2 separate regions of the Mus musculus genome follow, and region 2 is linked to region 1. A link is a contact called in public promoter capture Hi-C data. All regions are on one chromosome and are shown on one strand. The core of a region is the stretch at or near the end of the contact, and the rest is flanking DNA. Distances in the headings are between cores, read along the strand shown. Region 1 holds the start of Snap47 (synaptosomal-associated protein, 47). Region 2 holds the start of Prpsap2 (phosphoribosyl pyrophosphate synthetase-associated protein 2).

What was found. Promoter capture Hi-C pulls out the DNA fragments that hold promoters and counts their contacts.
Region 2: a contact with region 1 is called in a promoter capture Hi-C map of cranial neural crest. The contact joins the promoter of Prpsap2 here to the promoter of Snap47 in region 1. A contact is called at or near these places in 1 of 39 promoter capture datasets (cranial neural crest) and 1 of 9 other capture datasets (liver).

Annotation. Positions count from the first base shown.
Region 1 is chr11:59,448,536-59,451,980 of GRCm38.p6, reverse strand. It overlaps Snap47 (synaptosomal-associated protein, 47), which reads left to right and starts at 1,947. Exons shown (of 5, transcript NM_144521.3): 1 at 1,947-2,066. Jmjd4 (jumonji domain containing 4) reads right to left here and starts at 1,936. Exons shown (of 6, transcript NM_178659.6): 1 at 1,469-1,936; 2 at 1,141-1,306. The coding sequence starts at 1,736.
Region 2 is chr11:61,760,590-61,764,186 of GRCm38.p6, reverse strand. Prpsap2 (phosphoribosyl pyrophosphate synthetase-associated protein 2) reads left to right here and starts at 2,099. Exons shown (of 12, transcript NM_144806.2): 1 at 2,099-2,233.

The DNA of each region.
Region 1 (3,445 bases), core at 698-3,197:
CTACAGTTCAGAGCCTTATTGCGCACACAAATGATACAGGAATTCAACTGTTCATTGGTTCACTCAATGTTACACTGTGCCTTTTGCTGGGGGTCTGAGTACAATGGTCTGTACTTGTGAAAGGGACGTCAGGTAGAGGAAAACACACAGTCGCAGGGTCACCATGGAAAAGGGTAATGCTCTTCCCAAAGAGAGCATCACGTGAGCTGGGTCTTAGGGACAGCCCAAACTCCTGAGATGTAGGGAGCGCCTCGGCTTATGATGGCCTTACGTACTGACATGTCCAAGCTGAAAATACCATAAATGTCAAAACATACTAACAGTATGTGTTTATATGCTCACAACCTTAGCATTCCCAGTTCCAAAAGGAAAACACAACAGTGTGCCTAAGTGCATGACTACCGTAGCTTAGCACAGCAACAGAGCACACTGTAAAGGTGTGATCATTTTAGTAGATCCGGGGGTTTAGATGGAGGTTATGGCTTCTTGACCCTGTCCATCATTGAGAGAGAAGGGTGGGAGATGAACAGACCATATATAGCTAGCCTGGGAAGACACCATAATTCAAATTTTGAAGTAGTTTCTACTGACTGCAATGCATTCTTGCTCCAGCAAGACGTCAAAAATCTCCTAAGTAAAGCTGTCACAAGATGCTGTGTGAGAAAAGTGGAAGCTGATAAGGGAGAGTATTGAATGTGTCTTTAAAGAGTAAAGGGGTTTCCAAAGTGGGACAAGAGTGGTTGCGGAAAGGTCACTTGTCCCTTTAGAGAGCTTAGAATGGCCCAGGGGATGGCAAGAATCCCCAGAGCAATCGTAGAAGGAACAAGCGTCCTCTCAGTGGGGTTGCAGAGAGGACAGCCCCAGAGGATCTGAGATACCAGCTCAAAAATACAGAAGAGGAAGGAGACACCAGGCCGCCTGTACCCATACAAGATGTACGAAAGACTTACCTTCCCCATAATAGTCTACCTGGCTCGCTATGTTGATCTCCCCACATCTTCGCATCAGTTCTGTGATACACATTAGAACTCTGCTGTAGAGGTAGCCCCTCTGAGTGCAGTGGGCGTGCTCCACCTGGACTGGCTGCACTAGCTGCTTAGGGTAAGTGCCCAATGGCCATGCGCCGTCCTGTCTTATTACCTGCACAGATGCCAGTCCTTGAGGTAGAGGCAGCCCCGCGAAGAGGAGTAACTCCCTTGGATGTAGTCCTTCCAGTAACTGATATAGTCGCGGAAGGACATGTGCTCCTTGGGGTTTGAATTGTATTCTCGCACTCCACAGTTGGCAACCGGTACAACCGCGTCTCCTGCAGCGAGAGAGTCAGCACAGAAATGGCAGAGTCATACACGTAGTTCACCATCTTGGGGTCCGGCCACCCTCTGGCCGAATTATCCAGACTCCACTAGTCTGTCCGGCCCCGGCCGCCCTCCCATGCCGGGGTCTATACCTCCCGTCTGCGCCCTCCTACCATACTTCTGCTGCAGATACTCGAAGTCAGGCTTTCCCTCCGAGGTCACCCAGCGCCGCCTGCTGCCCCAGCCCTCGGTGAAGGCGCTAGAAAACACGCAGGGCAGGTTAGGCAGCAGGAAGCCCTTCACGAAGTCAGCATAGGAGAAGGCGTTCGGGGTCTGAATGAAGGTCACGCCGCTGGGTGTGGGGCCGCCACCGCCGCTAGGGACTGGGTCTCGGAGGTCCCGGTAGTACCGCTCGGCAAAGGTGCGTGTCTCCCGATCCATCCACCGGGAAACCTGACCCCAGAGGCCCAGTCCGGCTTCTCGCTACACCCCAAATAGGGACCGGAGGCTGAGAAACCCCCTAAAATCAGCTCGGAGTGGTAACCACAGAGAAAGAGCCCGGAACGAAAAGCCACAGGTGCGACATTCCAGCAGGAACGCGGGCCTTGGGGCTCCCAGGGTGTGCGCGTGCGCGCCTACGCGGCCCCGCCCTCTCGCGCAGGCGTACAAGCGCTCGCCGAGTGGCTGACCTGCTCCCCAGCTGCTGGCGTCTCTGTCTGGTGGTCCAGTGGAGCGTGCCATTGCGTCTTCTGCGTGCTCCTCTTGCCTCAGGTGAGCTGCTACCGCGCAGCTAGCCAGTACCGGAGCCCGCCACCGACACAGGAGATGAACATCAGTCTCAAACCTCAAAGGATGACTGGGTCCTGAGAGGATGCTGGGGCGCAGAGCGGGCGGTCAGGATCCGCGGGGGGTGGGGCGGCGGGGTGGGGGTGGGGCGGCGGGTGGGGGTGGGGCGGCGGGGTTGGGCGGCGGGGTGGGGGGTGGGGGTGATGTTCCCGAGTGTCTTGGATAGATTGTGGAGGAACCTTTTAAAGGATTGTGATGTTTCCTTAGAAATAGAACGAGGAAAAATTAAAAGGAGAAAATGAGCTTTTTTGGGGGGCGGGGGGGGGGAGATGCTGAGGTTCAGGTAGAGAGGTATGTATGCATTGGGAAGAGGGGAAGGATAGAAACGAGGCGGAGGAGGGTTGTTTGGCCAAACTCGCCTGTTGTGGCCTTTATCGTGACGCTTGTCTGGAGCTGTGTTGCGGCTAGGTCATGGTAGAGATGACAGCTCATAGAGAAATTCAAGTGACGAGAAACATCGATGCCAGGACTCGTGGTGCACGCCTATAATCCCAGTATTGGGGATGCTGAAACGGAAAGGTTCCGAGGTTCTAAGCCAAAATGAACCACAAATCATGACTTAGCTCCAAAAGAAAAAAAGCCAGGTTACAATAACAACAACAATAAAACCCCAACGCACCCAGAATTCCATTCACGTGTAATCACTAACTCTGGTATTGAGCCAGTTTTTTCCAGGTATGCATGTGTTTATACATTTTATCCCTGTTACCCCCTCCCTCTCTTCCCTCTTTTCCTGCATTGGCAGCATGTTATATTTGGAAACACCATTTTAGATTTTTTAAAATCTCCTCCTACAATTGGCCTACAATTCTTAAAATTCCTGGACAGGTTGAGTTGATAAATGCCATTTTGCATGCTAATGAGTCCAACACCATCCAACAGCCAGTAGGGTAGATTCCAGATGGAATGGCTCACTGAAAGACCTGAGTAGGATCAGAGGGTGGGGACTTTGAACCCAGCCCTCAGCTTCTAGGGCTAAAGGTTGAGTGGGTCATCAGTGGTCAGTGTCTCATCAGTCATGTCCACAGCATCCCTAGAAGACCCATTCAGAGGATCCTATGTGCTTAGGGAGGTGAGGGCTGGTTCTTCTTAGAAGTTGGTGGTTTTCTGAGTAATACGAGCTTCTAGGGGAACTCCAAACCAAGGAGGACCTCTGGAACCCTGCTTTCTAGGTGCTGGCCATCAGAGTGGTACTACAACCTGGGCTTGCATCTGCACCAATGTAGGGACATCTTGGGAGACAGAACCCCACCCTTGGGACCTAATATGATCTTGAGGCAGACATTTGTCAGAGCTGAACTGAA
Region 2 (3,597 bases), core at 850-3,349, 2.3 Mb before region 1:
GCTCTGTTGGGCCGGGCAGTGGTGGCACACTCCTTTAATCCCAGCACTCGGGAGGCGTGGCAGAGGCAGGCGGATTTCTGAGTTCAAGGCCAGCCTGGTCTACAAAGTGAGTTTCAGGACAGCCAGGGCTATACAGAGAAACCCTGTCTCAAAAACCAAAAATAAATAAATAAATAAAGCATTGTTGGGTGAGTCAGAGAGATGGGTACACTAGAAAGGTAGGAACACTAAGAGAAGTGGATGTATCAGAGAGGCGGGCCCAGCGAGATGGGGGAGGCTTCTCGTAGCTAACCACTCTTCCCACCAATCCAAAAGCTAAGATTGCCATCAAGTAAGTTAATAGATTCAAAAGGCTTATTTCTATTAGTCACAAGATGTTGGCTCCGACACAGAGGTGGACAAGAAATGGCTGTTCAAGCCAGGCGGTGGTGGCGCACGCCTTTAATCCCAGCACTTAGGAGGCAGAGGCAGGCGAATTTCTGAGTTCGAGGCCAGCCTGGTCTACAGAGTGAGTTTCAGGACAGTCAGGGCTATACAGAGAAACCCTGTCTTGAAAAACCAAAAAAAAAAAAAAAAAAAAAAGAAATGGCTGTTCCAGAGGGCCAAAATTAATCCAAGAAAAGGTAAACTAGCCTCTGAACCTGCAACATCCCAATCTCCCCCACAGTACTGAAATTGTCATCAGTCAGCCAGACACAGCTTCTTTTCAGTTTTCGTGCATACTTCCCATGAATTCTAGCTACCCACAAGCCCTCCTATGAATTCTAACCATCCTCAGCCTTCTGATAATTAATTCTAGCCACCTGTGCATCCTCCCATAAATGTCTGCTTGTCTCACTTGTGAACTGGAAGTGCAGTGGATGAGAGCCTTTAAGTATACACATGGAGCAAGGCACTGCAGGTGGTGCCTATCTATTGCTTTGTCACTGGCATCTGAGTACCCACAGCAATTAAATAGAGATAAGTCTTACCCCATTTCTGAAAGTTACTGTTAATATATATTAATATAAAATATAGATAATAATAAATAATGCCTTGATACCTGGCATGCACTATATGTTTGTTATGTTATAAATAGGGATCACTGGGGGCTGGTGAGATGGCTCAGTGGGTAAGAGCACCCGACTGCTCTTCCAAAGGTCCAGAGTTCAAATCCCAGCAACCACATGGTGGCTCATAACCATCTGTAATGAGATCTGACTCCCTCTTCTGGAGTGTCTGAAGACAGCTACAGTGTATTTACTGTATAATAAATAAATAAATATTTAAAAAAAAAAGAAAGAGAGGAAGGGCCAAGTAGCCCCTTAAAAAATAGGGATCACCATATTTCAAGGTATAAAGAATTCAGCAATGATATATCAACAGCAACCAATTTGCTAGGAATGATGGCCACCCTTTTAATCCTAACACTCAGGAGGCAGAGACAGATGGATCTCTGTGAGTTCCAGGTCACCCAGAGCTACAATTTTTTAAAAAACTAACTTTTAGAATGTTTAATTATTTGTATATGTTTATGTTTATATGAGTGCAGGTGGCTGAGGAGGCCAGAGACATCAGGGAGACTTGGAGCTAGAATTACAGGCAGTTGTGAACTGCCTGACATTGGTTCTGGGAACCAAACTCAGCTTCTCTGGAAAAGCAGTATATACTCTTAACCACTGAAAAGAAGGAAGGGACAACAAAGCGAATAATTATGAATGATAACTGCTCATCGACTGTATGCTAAGAACCATGCCAAGAGGTTCGCAGATTTCTCACTCACTCCTCCCAACCCCAGGAGATGGGGGTACTGCTGTCATCTCTTTTTCAGAAGAACTCAGGTCAAAGAGGTGACTTGCTCAGTCTTGCAGGACAGTAAAGACTTGAACCCAGTCAGAACCTATGAATTTTAACCACACTTCCAACCACGCCCACTCTAATTCTCCCCCACTTTCCTCGAGTCTGACCACGCCCACACAACATCCTCCCGCCCACTCTGGCGGCCACGCCCACAGCATCAAATGCATTGCCTTCTACCCCACTTTCTGCCCCGCCCCTCTTCCTCCAGACCACGCCCCTCGACGGCCTCGCCCACTCTAGTCAGTTGCCCTCAGGCCCCGCCCCTGGCCTCGCAGTCTCGAAAGACTTTCTCGCGCTTAGAGTCGCCATTTTGCTGTAAGACGCCGTGCGGAGCTCTGTGCTCTCTTCCTTCGGCAGCCGAGGCTGCGGCGGGCCGGGCTGGGGTCGGGACCAGGTAGGCGGGCGGGAGCCTCGGCGGGCGGACGGCGGGCCCCGCGAGCTCGCGCGGTGCCGGGCGGGAGCCATGGCCCTTGTTGCTCCGGGGCGAGCCCGGGGCCCCGTGTTCGGCTCCACCAGCCTTAGTGGATGATTGGGCTCCAATCAGACGTAGGAGGAGCGGCATAAGATACTCTGCAGAAAAATCTCTTCCTCAATCTGTTACATTATTGATAAGGATTTATTTTTCTTATATCGATATTGGCAGAGTTTGGGTGTTTAGCTTTTGTGAGGGATACGAAAATACTGAACCGAGCTTTGAGGCCTGAGGAAGTGTGAGTTCTAATGTTTTATGTTTTTTTTTTTTCTTTTTTTTTTTTTTTCTTGCGGTTCTGGAGTCGAATGCAAGGTGAAGCAATGCAAGCGGCCTGCCATTGACCCATCTCATGCCCTAGTGCTTAACAATTTAAATGCACAAATAAAAATAAAATAGGTGCGTGCCCCTAAGCCCCACTATAGGAAACCTTTCTTGTCTTTTAACTGCTGTAGTTTGTATCATTATTATCCAATTTTTGCAGAGATATGCACATTATATTCATTAGCTACTCTGTGGTTTAACATAGAACCAGTGTTTCTGTTCTTAAATAATCTTGCAGTTTGTGGGGCTTGATGGCACACCCCTTAATCTCAGAGACTGGTGAAAGGATCTTGAGGGCTCATGGTCCACAGAGCGAGTTCCTGGCAAACAGGGCTACAAAGTTGTTGGGGGTTTTTTGTTTGTTTGTTTGTTTGTTTGTTTTGTTTTGTTTTTAAATTGTACTTTCTATCATTGACAATATAGCTCTATACTTGGGATAAGCTCCAAGAATTGACAACACCAAAACATAGTTCTGTGCTCTTTCTTTGGCATTTAGTATGTATCTTTTTTTCTGATAAGGTATGTTTGCAATAGACATTTCAAAATCTGGGTATTTGATTCTATTGCCTGTAGTTCATCAGGTTGCCAAGTCATGCTCTGTATGACTGAGAGTCGCAACCTATTGTTGTATGCAGGGAACTGTATTGCATATCAGACTGCTACCCCACTCTGTCCTTCAGGGGCCACTGTTATGAGGAAGAGGTTACCTCGTATGACTTCGTTAAAGTCTGGGAAGTAATGTCAAACCTGTTTTCCTATTAAAACTGCTTCCCCAGGTGTGGGGGCTGGAGAACTGGCTGGTTAAGAATACTAGTTGTTCAAGACTGAGTCAGTTCCAGCACCCACCCACGTGACAGCCTACAACCACCTCTAATGCTAGACCCACCCAATCTGACACCCTCTGCTGGTCTCCAAGAGTACCAGGCACACGCGGTGTGCAGAGAAAACACCCATACACATTAAAT